Linked DNA regions of Mus musculus: region 1 is linked to region 2. The links are chromatin contacts, called in public promoter capture Hi-C maps. All regions are on one chromosome and are shown on one strand. The core of a region is the stretch at or near the end of the contact, and the rest is flanking DNA. Distances in the headings are between cores, read along the strand shown.

Evidence for each region. Promoter capture Hi-C pulls out the DNA fragments that hold promoters and counts their contacts.
Region 1: a promoter capture Hi-C map of liver shows a contact between it and region 2, with 7 times the contacts expected there. The contact joins the promoter of Pfkl here to the promoter of Ybey in region 2. A contact is called at or near these places in 1 of 39 promoter capture datasets (liver) and 1 of 115 datasets of contacts at active chromatin or transcription factors (embryonic stem cells).

The regions. Positions count from the first base shown.
Region 1 is chr10:78,007,194-78,013,861 of GRCm38.p6, forward strand. Pfkl (phosphofructokinase, liver, B-type) reads right to left here and starts at 2,614. Exons shown (of 22, transcript NM_008826.5): 1 at 2,406-2,614. The coding sequence starts at 2,490.
Region 2 is chr10:76,466,557-76,473,037 of GRCm38.p6, forward strand. It overlaps Ybey (ybeY metallopeptidase), which reads right to left and starts at 2,558. Exons shown (of 5, transcript NM_172550.4): 1 at 2,218-2,558; 2 at 1,601-1,830. The coding sequence starts at 1,810. Mcm3ap (minichromosome maintenance complex component 3 associated protein) reads left to right here and starts at 2,346. Exons shown (of 29, transcript NM_019434.3): 1 at 2,346-2,658; 2 at 3,393-4,696; 3 at 4,867-5,093. The coding sequence starts at 3,499.

The DNA.
Region 1 (6,668 bases), core at 1,364-3,863, 1.5 Mb after region 2:
TGTCTGTTGGTCTGTCAACGGATAGCCATAGCTGCCCTCTGAAGAGCCAAAGGCTGGATATGCATTTGTTGCAAAAATTACCTCAGAGAGAGACCTTTGGGAAAACAAAGTGTTATACAGACACCAAGAGATGATCCCGGGCCTACCAAAGTGTTACTTATCAGCTAAAAAGTCTGTGTCCAATCCCAGAACCGCCCCCCCCCCCCCCTCAGCGCAGGCAGCTCGCTACACAAACAGGAAATCAGGGTCTCCCCTGACCTCAGGGAAGACAGAACCACAGAGCAATTTAGGTACTGGGAAGAGACGGGAAGGAACAGCCAGAGTGGACCAGGCTTCGATGTGACTGAGATTAGCCAGGCTGGTTTGTTGCAGTTGTTTGGTTAATTGGTTTTTTTGTTTTGCTTTTTTTTTTTTTTCTACCTGTGGTTCTTTTTAAACAAAGTCCTCCAGTCAAACAGACTTTGGTGAACAGCAGCCCTCCTCAGTTCCCTAACATGACTCTTGGCCAACAGGAAGGGAGAGACTTGGGTCTGAAAAGGATGGGTCTTCCTGCCTGGCTCAAAGGAAAAAAGAAACCTTTTCATAGGCCAGAGGCAGCGCACAGGTTAGGCCAAGGAGCTGGTTACCTCCAGCCAGGCCAGGACTGGGATCTAGGCCCGTGTTGCCTTCTCAAATGAGGACTGGTGTTCACATGTTCACTGCATGCAGATGGGGCTCCGTGAGCACACAGAAGGCATGAGGAGCCCAGCAGCTGACTGGGCACAGAAGAAAGCAGGGCCTGGGGAACACACCCACAGGCGCTTCCAGAATTCAGGCAACAGAAGGCTCCACTCTGTCCCATACCAGCTGCTGCCCCTTGCCCACTGATACTGACCCTACCCAAAGAGGACTCTGGGAAAACCTGTAGAGATCTTGCCCTGAAGCCAGAATGGAAATGTAAGCAGGTTTTGCCTACCCTCTCCTGACCAGGAAGGGCCTCCTGTCTCTGGTTCCTCCACCAGCCTCCAAAACAAATGTCTGTCACCCTGGTGGCCCTGGCCTGGCAGCTGCCTCTCACAGAAGGCAGCAGAAGTCCTCGCGCAGAGACCACTCAATATTACCATCCCTCAGACACTGGGGCCTCCCTTGCTCAGACAGGAGCCTGAGGTGGATAGCCTATCTATGCCTGCCAGAGGCAGGAGCCCTACAAATGGGACTCAGGACTCTGCTGGCCTCACTGAAATGCCTATCTAATGGGTGATGTGGGCCTAGTCAGGGCCTCTCTTGTGGTCCACTACCATGGGTGATTCTTCCACAGGTCCCCGGCCCAGTCTCAGTGACAGCACTGGGATGTACAAGCTGAAACAGCCCTGAAAAAGGGTATGCTGACTGCCAGCCTAGACCAGGCCCAGGGGACCCAACAGAGATTTGAGATTTCCAGCATTATGGGAGTCAGAGTGACATTTTTTCCTGCCTTCCTGGACTTGCAATCATGCTTGTAAGATGTATCTATCCTGTGTTGTTCCTACCGATCTCTTAGGTAAGGGCTGGGCAGTCAGGAACCCCGCTTAGGAGCATGTGTGTCTGTATTTCCTGAAATGTTTGGAAGGAAATGGCGAAGCTCAACTGCAGTGCTCAGGGAAGCCAAGCCCCTTGAAGCTCCACGTGTCTTCCTCAGCCCCCAACTGGGTAGTATTTCTTTTCAGCCGGACCCAACTAGAGCCACAGACTTCGCACATCAGCAGTCAGCCTGGAACCAGGCCACCAAGAGAGGGGCTGAGAAGAGGGCAGATCCTCCCAAGCCCAGACTTTTCCCTAGCCTTACCAGGCCGAGAAGAGGCTGTGCACCCTCAACTATTAGCCCTGTGGTGCTTGCCCTGTTACACCGGTAAAAAAATACCCCCGCTCCACGCCCTCTGTTCTCCACTTAAGTCTCCATCCAAGGGACAGGAAGCAGCCCAGGCAAAGGCGTGTGGGCAAGCCTGCCTCAGTCTCACCCCATCCCAGTACAGAGAAGGTAGGAATCACAGGCTGCACGGGGGAGGGTACAGGGTCCCTGATCCTTTCAAATTCCGGCCTGTGAAACTTGGCCGGCTGTGCTTCTCTTAGAGGTCCTGACACGTGTGGCCTAGAAAGGAATAGCCCGGTGCCCTAAGTCTGCGTGCTGCGCGGACACACCCCCAAACCGGGCGGACCTAGGCAGCGCGAGGGCGGGGCGTGCCAAGGCCCGTGGCCTGCAGCACGTACGCCAGCTACCCGGGGCGGAGCTTGGGGACAGGGACCTGAAGCCACGGTGCTCCACAGGAGATTGGCTGGCCAAGTACACCCCAGATCCCTAGGCGAGGGGCAGTGGACAAGCCCGAAGGGTTCCGAGGACAGGCAGAAACCCCAGATCCATCCCTAAACACGCCCCCGCGTCCCATCACCTTGCGCATCACCGCCGCTGGTCAGCACTCCAATGGCCTTGCCAGCCCCCGACATCCGCAGTTTCTCCAGGTCCACGGTAGCCATGGCGGCAGCGGAGACCAGGAGCCCAAGCTCCTCTCCCGCCGCTCTGCGTTCCGCGCCGCTGTCGCCTGTCCCCGCCCCGTGCGCCTGCCTGTGTACCCGGTTTGTCCCGCCCCGCCCCGGCTCCGCCCCCAGTATAACGTTTGACTGACAGGCTCGGGGACCTGGTCGCCCCTCTAGTGGCTGCTGGAGAAGGTAGCTGCGCTAAGAAAGGCGGAGCGCACGCCAGTCTACAAATGTCTGCGCAGCGGTTCCGGAACCCTGGTTCCCCAGGCCCGCCACCGAACTCCCCAGGTACCCAGCAGCTAGGATCAACGTCCTCACCAAATGAAGTTCACAACCTGAGCCTGACTGAAGTTTCTGGGCAAGTGGAGTTCATGCTACAGCAAGCTGATTTTACATCTGTCCAGGCGCTGTTAAAGGAAACCTGTAGCCAAGTCTCACGGGCATTTTAAATCCCACTTGGCCAGCATCCGGGGATGCAGGTGTGGCTTGGGTGAGAATTCCTAAGCCGCTCCTTGAGTTGATTTAGGCTTGCAACAGTCTCCTTCGAGCCGAAGTTAAAAAAAAAAAGGAAAAGGAAAAAAGCCAAACAAACAAAAAAAGGAGAAAGAAAGAAAGAAAGAAAGAAAGAAAGAAAGAAAGAAAGAAAGAAAGAAAGAAGGAAAGAGAGAGAGAAAGAAAGAAAGAAAGAAAGAAAGAGAGAAAGAAAAAGAGAAAGAAAGAAAGGGAGAAAGGGAGAAAGAGAGCAAAAGAAAACATAGGAAAGCTGCAGTTGTATCTGAGACGATAGCCACGATTCGTCCCATCGCGACTGCTGAATGTAGTTGGGGATTTGGAAAGAGAAACACTTAGCGTAGCATTTTTACTTCAGGGTGATTTGCTAAACCTGCCGCTTCTCTCAACTCTCACAGCTCCTGGTTCAGGCGAGTGGCCTTTGCCTGAGCACAAAGTGGGGAACCAGCCCCTCAGGATTGGTTAGAGGGATTCGAAGCTGGTGGAGCAATGGTCAGATCCAGGACTCTCAAGGAAAGCTACCCACAGTCCAGAGCGCTGGATCTGGGCTGCCATGGTAGGGCTGTCCTGCAGAGATGAGGGTACCCCATCTGACCCTGACAGTTTGTTGATTTTTGCCTGGTTTTGCTAAATTCTTTAAGAGCTATTTTTATTGTCTGGCAGTGGTGACACACGCTTTTAATCCCAGCATTCAGGAAGCAGAGACAGGCAGATCTTTGAAGGTCAGTTTGGTCGATAGAGCAAATTTCAGGACAGCCAAGGCTATACAAAGAAACCAAGAACAGGGATAAAAGGAATAAAGGAAAGAAGGAAGGGGCGGTCCGTTTAACTCAAATTCTAAGAACATAACAGGGCTTTTGTTGGTGGGGAGTGGGGAGGTGTTTTGGCTGGAGATATGGCTCAGAGGTTAAGAGCACTGGCTGCTTTTCCAGAAGTCCTGAGTTCTAGTCCTGACAACCACATGGTAGCTCACAATCATCTGTAATGGGATCTGGTGCCCTCTTCGGGTCTGTAGGCATACATACAGGCAGGCCATACACACAGTATACATAATAAATAAACCTAAAGAAAAAAAAGAAAAAATGTTTTACTGGATTGTAGGGGGGTTATAACTCCTGCATAAAAGGTTATAAGAGGGCTGATGAGATGGCTCAGTGGGTAAGAGCACCCGACTGCTCTTCCGAAGGTCCGAAGTTCAAATCCCAGCAACCACATAGTGGCTCACAACCACCCGTAATGAGATCTGATGCCCTCTTCTGGTGTGTCTGAGGACAGCTACAGTGTACTGACATATAATAAATAAGTAAATCTTTTTTTAAAAAAAAAAGGTTAGGAGAGAAAAACTTGCTGTAAACTCAAGTTTCAAAGTAGTTTATAGAAAATACTAGCTGGGCATGGTGGCACACGCTTTTAATCCCAGCACTCAGGAGGCAGAGGCAGACGGATTTCTGAGTTCAAGGCCAGCCTGGTCTACAAAATGAGTTCCAGGACAGCAAGGGCTATACAGAGAAACACTGTCTCAAAAAACCAAAAAAAAAAAAAAAAAAAAAAAAAAAAAAAAAGAAAAGAAAAGAAAAGAAAAGAAAATACTAATGTCTAATGTGGCTTACAATGGACTAGAAACATCAAAAAAGGAGCATAAAAGCTATATACTGGCTATAGAGCCCTCACAAGTAGCCGCTGCACCAACATTTTTGATCATCATTTTCCTGTCATCTTAGCACCTATGTGTATATACATGTGTGCCCTTCTGGATTCTGTTTGTTTGTTCTTTTTAAAAAAAAAAACTTATTTAATTTATATGAGCATACTGTAGCTGTCTTCAGACACACAAGAAGAGGGCATCAGATCTCATTACAGATGGTTGTGAGCCACCATGTGGTTGCTAGGAATTGAACTCAGGACCTCTGGAAGAGCAGTCAGTGCTCTTAACTATTGAGCCATCTATCTCCCTAGCCCTGTTTGTTCCTGAGACAGAGTCTCCATGTAGCCTTGGCTGGCCTGGAACTCAATGTGTTTACCAGGCTGCCTATGAACTCACAGAAATCCCCCGTCTCTGCAAAGGCATGTATCACCACTCCTGGCTCCCATTTATAGTCTTATTTTTGTTTTTGGTTTTTTCGAGACAGGGTTTCTCCGTATAGCCCTGGCTGTCCTGGAGCTCACTTTGTAGACACCAGGCTGGCCTCGAACTCAGAAATCAGCCTGCCTCTGCCTCCTGAGTGCTGGGATTAAAGGCGTGTGCCACCACGCCTGGCTCATTTATATTCTTAAAAATACAATGTGATTCCACCTCACTCATTAGAAGAACCATAGGTCACTATCCATCTACAGATGGCAAGTGCTGACCAGAATGGTCTGCTTGGAGCACTTAGGCACTGAGGAGAGAAAGCAAACTGCCTGATGGGTCCTCAAAACATAAACATGGGTTCACTATCTGAAGTAGGTCTACACTGCCGGCTATTCCCAGGTTATCCATGCTAGTGGCGACCCTGCTGTCAGGCTCTGCCCTCTGAAGCAGGAGCCCTTGCTGCCCAATCAGGGCCAAAATATGCTGTGTGTCTCTCGGACTCACGACTCAGTAAAACCGGTAGCCCAAAGTTCAGGGGACTGGAAATTGGGCCTCCTGTGTTACAGTTGGCACAGCGAAGCCTATGCTATCCAAAAGGCAGTGGGCTGTCTCCTGGGAGTTAGCAATCAGCCAACTTTCCAGTAGTCAGGAGCAAGTTAGTAAACTCACAAGGGAAAAAGGATAAATTCTGCCTCCTGGAGAGTCCAGAGTGGAAGCAGTATGGCCCTGTTTCAAAACCACCATCAGCAGACCCTTCTCGAGCAGGCGCGCGTGCCAGGGCTGCTAAGATCCCAGAACACAGGCCAAGGTCAAAGGACCAGGTCCTTGCTATGCCCTGTGTTCCAGGATCTGGTCTAGGCTGCAGGGTGGGAGGGGCCAGGGGTGAAGGTGGGGTGTGGTCAAGATGAGGGCGGGGTTGAAGTGTGGGTGGGGAGTGTTCTGAAGCCCTAGGCCTGATTGTGGTCTGGGAATGAATGAGTAGTCATTGGCCTTTTCAACCCGGGAAGGACCATCCAACTGTCAGAGGTCAAAGCCGGTCTCTGAGTAACACCCACATCCTCACCCACAAGGGCCAGGGAAAAGGAAGTTCCTCGGACCATTTTAGTCAGGACACGACACGACACGTCAGGAGTTGACCTATCCTGAAGGTGAGAGGGAGCTGAGGGTGGCCTCAGTGGTTAAGAACACTGGCTGTTCTTGCAGCGGACCGAGGCTTGGTTCTTGGCATTCACACAGAAGCTAGACACCATTCCTAACTCCAATTCCAGGGGATCTGACGCCCTCTTCTGATCTCTGAGAGCAACAGGCACACATGCTGTGCACAAACATGCGAGAAGCAAACACTCATACACATAAAATTAAATTCCTAAAAGGGGGGTGGGGGGGGAAGGTGGAGGTGGAACAAGGGCACGTCATAAGTCGTCCTTAGTGAGTGAGAGACCTTGCTCGAACTGATGGACTGGAACCTGGAATCGTAAGCCAAATAAACCCTAAGTGCTTTTTGTCAAGATTCTTTTATTATTGTTTAGCTTTTTCATAAGCCAACCATTGTGGTGCACGCCTTTAATCCCAGCACTTAGGAGGCAGAGGCAGG
Region 2 (6,481 bases), core at 1,308-3,807:
CCCCCAACCCCTCTCAAAGTCACATTCAATATCATTGAATTGGCATATGGACACAATCACACTCTTTCCCCACTTGTGTGCCTGCCATTTTTTCCTGTTAAGGGAAACAGGCTGGAGAGTGGCTCAGTGGGTAAGAACACTGACTGCTCTTCTGAAGGTCCGGAGTTCAAATCCCAGCAACCACATGGTGGCTCACAACCATCGGTAACGAGATCTGACTCCCTCTTCTGGAGTGTCTGAAGACAGCTACAGTGTACTTACATATAAGCCGGGCGTGGTGGCGCACGCCTTTAATCCCAGCACTTGGGAGGCAGAGGCAGGTGGATTTCTGAGTTCGAGGCCAGCCTGGTCTACAAAGTGAATTCCAGGACAGCCAGAGCTACACAGAGAAACCCTGTCTCGAAAAACCAAAGGGTGGAAAAAAAAAAAGAGAAAAGCAGAAAGAACTTTGCTTTGACAGGGGAAGAAACGTGTGTATGCTATAATCCACTATATATATATATACAGAAACAAATCCTTCATTAGCTGTGGCCTCTTCAGACATGCTGTAGACCTTCAGTCCCCTCTGCTGGGCTCTGTTCTACCCATCTTGTGCGGGCTATAGCCCAATCCTGTCTGCAGTTAGAAGCAGGCGACACTGATTCTACTGCATCCAGCCTCTCCCAACGCACACCTCGAGTCCTGTCCTGTCTCTGCCTGACCACCATGCCCACTCTGCACGGGTGCCTGACCTTATTTTATGCCACAATCACAAGGCTTAACTTTCCAGGGTTAAGCCTGCATCCTTGGCTCTTTCCTTCTCTTTTCTATCCTTTGAAGCACCATTTACTACCAATTCATTCCCCAAAAGGAGTATTCCCATTTCTTCTGCTAACAATGGGGGAAGCTATTTAGACAATGTGGTTCCTTGTAGCTATCTATCGCAAGGGAATCTGTTGATAATGCTTACCAGTTTTTACTTTTCTGTCCAAGCATTTACTACTGAGGTACACTTAAAACTGCAGACACTCTTATTTGAATTTCCTGAGGGCACTGAGTTAGTGAGAGTGGTCCCTGCATAGAGGAATTGTGATGTTTAGGGCTAGACATACTTAATGGGTCTATGTCATATTGCTTCATTTCTGTTTTTTATTTGCTTGTTTTTGAGATAGAGAGGATTTTTTTTTGGACCGAGTTTCTCTTTGTAGCCCTGGCTGTCCTGTTAATCACTCTGTAACACCAGGGTGGACTTGAATTCAGAGATCTGCTTTTCTCTGCCTCCCAAGCATTAGGACTAAAGGTGTGTGCCACCACTGCCACCCGGCTGAGAAAGGGGCTTCTTATGTGGCTTTTGTCTGGCCTTAAACTAACCAGGCAGACCAAAGGTGGCTTTGAACTCACAAAGATTCGACTGCCTCTGCCTCTTGGATAGATGGGATTAAAGGCATGCACAGTCACACCAGGCTAGACTTCAGTGCATTTCCAGAAAACTTCAAAATCAAAGATAACCAGATCTGTAATGTAATTAACAGGAACTATTCTGGAAGGAAGGTAAGCTGTACGAGAAGAACATATATACATACATATATATTTATTTTAAATATGAGGTATACATATTTACCTCATGAAATGAGAAAGAAAGCACGTCAGTTGGGACATTTTTATTCCTGTAGATCCTATTAATGTTCTGAATAGTCTTGTTGTCAACACAGATGATCCCCAGGTCAAATTTCTTCACTCCTAAGATACTCCTGACTAAATCCATCTTCCTGCGAAGTGGCACTCTTCTGATGGGGACCACCCGCTGCAGATTTTTAATCACCAAACTCATTTCGGGAAGAACACCCAGCCCTTTAAAAAAAAAAAAAAATGGTTGGAAGGAACCTGTGGTTAAAGTTCGAGAAAAGACCCGTAACTACTAGAGAGTGATAAGTTATGTAAAAACACACACGCGCTCACAATAAAACTTTATTTGATGGGATTTATCTGGTGGCAATGCTAAGGGAAATCACCTTTATTTACCCTAGGAAACTAATAAACAGGGTAGACTGGGCACAACGTGCAGAATAAGGCAAGTGGTTTGGGGCGGTTGCAATGGTGCAGGACCAGGTGAGGATGAGTGTGGGTGAGCAAATGGGGTCGCTGTGGGTCCAGCGTCTCTCGGGCACTCAGGCTGGAGGATCCACGCACGAACGAGGGGCTTCCACGCCGCACAATGCGGGATCGCCGTGCACTTACCGAATCCGACCGTGAAGAAGGTCGGGGGTCTGGCGGGCCGCCTGCCGGAAGATCAGCAGCAGCACACCCCAGAGAGCGGAAGCCGGATGCGGAGGACCGGAAGTTGGTCCTACAAATTTGATGTCCGTAGCGCACACCCAAGAGCCCGCTCCAGTGGCCGGTTTGTTGCGGTGCGGTGGGCCCGGTAGAGGCTGCACGCAGACTGTGGGCGAGCACAAGCGCTGGCGACAGTGGCCGTATCTGGCGGACTTGCTCCTCCCTCCGCGGCCTCCGCTGTCCCTTGTGTCTTTGCCGAGTTGCTGAAGGCCTTCACTAGTCTTCGCTCGAAGGCGTCTGTTAACCTAGCGGCCGGCTTCCGGAGTGTTAAGCATCGGGGATAAAAAGCTATTATTTCTAGACCAGGGCATCGCAAGTTCGAGTTACCGGGAGAAAAATGAGATGGTAGGAACCCAAAGCAGTAACATTTTAAATTACGGTTTTTGTGTTTTTATTTATTTATTTATTTATTTTGCCTTGGAGATCGCAAGAATCTGATAAGTGATGTGTTCCCGTCTTATTACTGAGGTTTTGTTTGTTTGTTTGTTTGCTTGTTTTTTCCCCGAGAAGGTATCAATTGAATAAAATGCTTTGCATTTTTATTTTAATCATAACGGATCAGGCTTCACCTAAGCCTGCTGGAGCACACCTGTGGTCCCAGCAGAAGGGAGACCGAGGCAGAAGAAAGGAACTTAAGGTTGTGCTTGATTGTAGTAAGCTTGAGGCAAGCCTGGGCTAAGCGAGACCTTGTCTTTTTTTTTTTTTTTTTTTTTTGGTTTTTCGAGACAGGGTTTCTCTGTATAGCCCTGGCTGGCCTGGAACTCACTTTGTAGACCAGGCTGGCCTTGAACTCAGAAATCTGCCTGCCTCTGCCTCCCGAGTGCTGGGATTAAAGGCATGCGCCACCAAGCCCGTTTTACGAGACCTTGTCTTTAATGAAAAGAAAAAGAAAAAAAAATCTTTAAACCTCCCTTACACCATAATCCATTTCTAATACCCTGTGTCCAAAACCTGTTGATCTGTGAGTGGTCGGCGGCCCGTTGTGCCCTTGCCTTTTAAATAATTGTCTTAGAATTTCTGTGATTTAAGAGTTGGAGCAAAATATGCTGTGATGTCCTAACCTTTTTTTTTTTTTCCAGGTCATCCTGAGGATGAAGGAGAGCTTCCCCTGGCAACAGATAATTTAAAGAGGAGAGCTACTTGTGTATAGTCCATATTTATTGCCTTCAGATAATTGGCTTGAAGATGCACCCGGTGAACCCCTTCGGAGGGCAGCAGCCCAGTGCTTTTGCGGTATCTTCCAGCACCACGGGAACATATCAGACTAAATCACCATTTCGATTTGGCCAGCCTTCCCTTTTTGGACAGAACAGCACACCCAGCAAGAGCCTGGCGTTTTCACAAGTACCAAGCTTTGCAACACCCTCTGGAGGAAGCCATTCTTCCTCCTTGCCAGCATTTGGACTCACCCAAACCTCAAGTGTGGGACTCTTCTCTAGTCTCGAATCCACACCTTCTTTCGCAGCTACTTCGAGTTCCTCTGTGCCCGGCAATACGGCATTCAGCTTTAAGTCAACCTCTAGTGTTGGGGTTTTCCCAAGTGGCGCTACTTTTGGGCCAGAAACCGGAGAAGTAGCAGGTTCTGGCTTTCGGAAGACGGAATTCAAGTTTAAACCTCTGGAAAATGCAGTCTTCAAACCGATACCGGGGCCTGAGTCAGAGCCAGAAAAAACCCAGAGCCAGATTTCTTCTGGATTTTTTACATTTTCCCATCCCGTTGGTAGCGGGTCTGGAGGCCTGACCCCTTTTTCTTTCCCACAGGTGACAAATAGTTCGGTGACTAGCTCAAGTTTTATCTTTTCGAAACCAGTTACTAGTAATACTCCTGCCTTTGCCTCTCCTTTGTCTAACCAAAATGTAGAAGAAGAGAAGAGGGTTTCTACGTCAGCGTTTGGAAGCTCAAACAGTAGCTTCAGTACTTTCCCCACAGCGTCACCAGGATCTTTGGGGGAGCCCTTCCCAGCTAACAAACCAAGCCTCCGCCAAGGATGTGAGGAAGCCATCTCCCAGGTGGAGCCACTTCCCACCCTCATGAAGGGATTAAAGAGGAAAGAGGACCAGGATCGCTCCCCGAGGAGACATTGCCACGAGGCAGCAGAAGACCCTGATCCCCTGTCCAGGGGCGACCATCCCCCAGATAAACGGCCAGTCCGCCTCAACAGACCCCGGGGAGGTACTTTGTTTGGCCGGACAATACAGGAGGTCTTCAAAAGCAATAAAGAGGCAGGCCGCCTGGGCAGCAAGGAATCCAAGGAGAGTGGCTTTGCGGAACCTGGGGAAAGTGACCACGCGGCCGTCCCAGGAGGGAGTCAGTCCACCATGGTACCTTCCCGCCTTCCAGCTGTGACTAAAGAGGAAGAAGAAAGTAGAGATGAGAAAGAAGGTGAGTCCTAAACATGTGTGTGCCACAAAAGTGTGCTGCCGAGCTCTTGTGAGGTCCCTTGTGGTCACTTGATTTTAAGTCCCACGATCTTGGCTTTTATCCCGTGGTGGCTCCTTTTGCCTGGAAGTGTTGTCCCTGACAGACTTACTTGTCTGCTCTCTAAATTCCAGATTCTCTCAGGGGAAAGTCTGTGCGCCAGAGTAAGCGAAGGGAAGAGTGGATCTACAGCCTCGGGGGCGTGTCTTCTTTAGAGCTCACAGCCATCCAGTGCAAGAACATCCCCGACTACCTCAACGACAGAGCCATCCTGGAGAAACACTTCAGCAAAATCGCTAAAGTCCAGCGGGTCTTCACCAGACGCAGCAAGAAGCTCGCCGTGATTCATTTTTTCGACCACGTGAGTACTCCCGAGAACCTGCTGCCTGTCGCTTTTTCTGCATTGCAAAGAATCACACCCAGGGCTCTGAGCAGGAGATGCAAGCTCCGCCCCTCTGAGCCTGTGTTCTCAGTCCTCAACTTGGTCACTTGAAAAATACATTTTTTAAAAAATTATTTTTAATTTTTGTGTATCAGTGTTTTGCTGGCATGTTTGTCTCTGCATCACTTGCATGTCTGATGCCCATAGAGGTCGGAAGAGGGCATCAGATCCTCTAGAACCAGAGTAACAGATGATTTTACAATGGGTGGAACCATGTGGGTGCTGGAAATAAAACGCAGGCCTCCGTCTGGAATTGCAGCAAGTGCTCCTGCCTGCTGCCTGTCTATCTCTCCAGCTCCAACGTCGTCACTTGCAAACTCTTTTCCCTTTTCAGCCATAAGTCACTTGCTTGATAGATGGTAGGGAAAGCACTCACGTAGCTTTCCTTTTCTCTTTAAATAGCTCATTCTAGGTTCAGAATTAGATTTGTGTGACTGTGTGGGGTATGGATCATGATAGAGAAGGAGTTTGAGAGGACGACGAGATTTTAAAGGGAAGGTTGATAAAGAGGATAATGGACATGTGACGTGGAAACAGAAGGGAGACTTGGGGGTGTAGGGGTATAGGTAAATAGCCAGCAGAGGCCCGGGGCATGATGTAAGGGAAGGGAACCAATTAGAGTAAGGTATAATGATACATGCGTATGAAATGCCATATGAAACCCATTCCTAGGCATGCTTGCTAAAATTACTATTTTTAAAAATTTATTTTATGTATATGAGTACACTGTTGCTGTCTGCAGACACACCAGAAGAGGCTGTCAGATCCTATTACAGATGATTGTGAGTCACTATGTGGTTGCTGGGATTTGAACTCAGGACCTCTGGAAGAGCAGTCAGTGCTCTTAACCACTGAGCCATCTCTCCAGCCCCCTGAAATTTTTTTTTTTTTTTTTCGAGACAGGGTTTCTCTGTATAGCCCTGGCTGTCCTGGAACTCACTTTGTAGACCAGGCTGGCCTCAAACTCAGAAATCCGCCTGCCTCTGCCTCCCGAGTGCTGGGATTAAAGGCATGCGCCACCATGCCCAGCTCTGAAATGATTTTTTAAGAATCTCTTCTTCACTTGAGGTCGGGATGACATAGTTTGTTTTCCTAACCTGGGCGTGTGCAGGTCTGAGTTCTCTGGAGAGTATGGTGCTGCAGGGGAGGACCGAGCTGTGCCTGTGGAGTCTGGTTCCTCTGAAAGGTCTGAGAGTCACTGTAGACACATAGTACTTTGTTTCCCTCTTGAGACAGGGTTTCTCTGTGTAGCCCTGGCTGACCTGGAACTCACTCTGTAGACCAGGCTGGCCCCAAACTCAGAGATC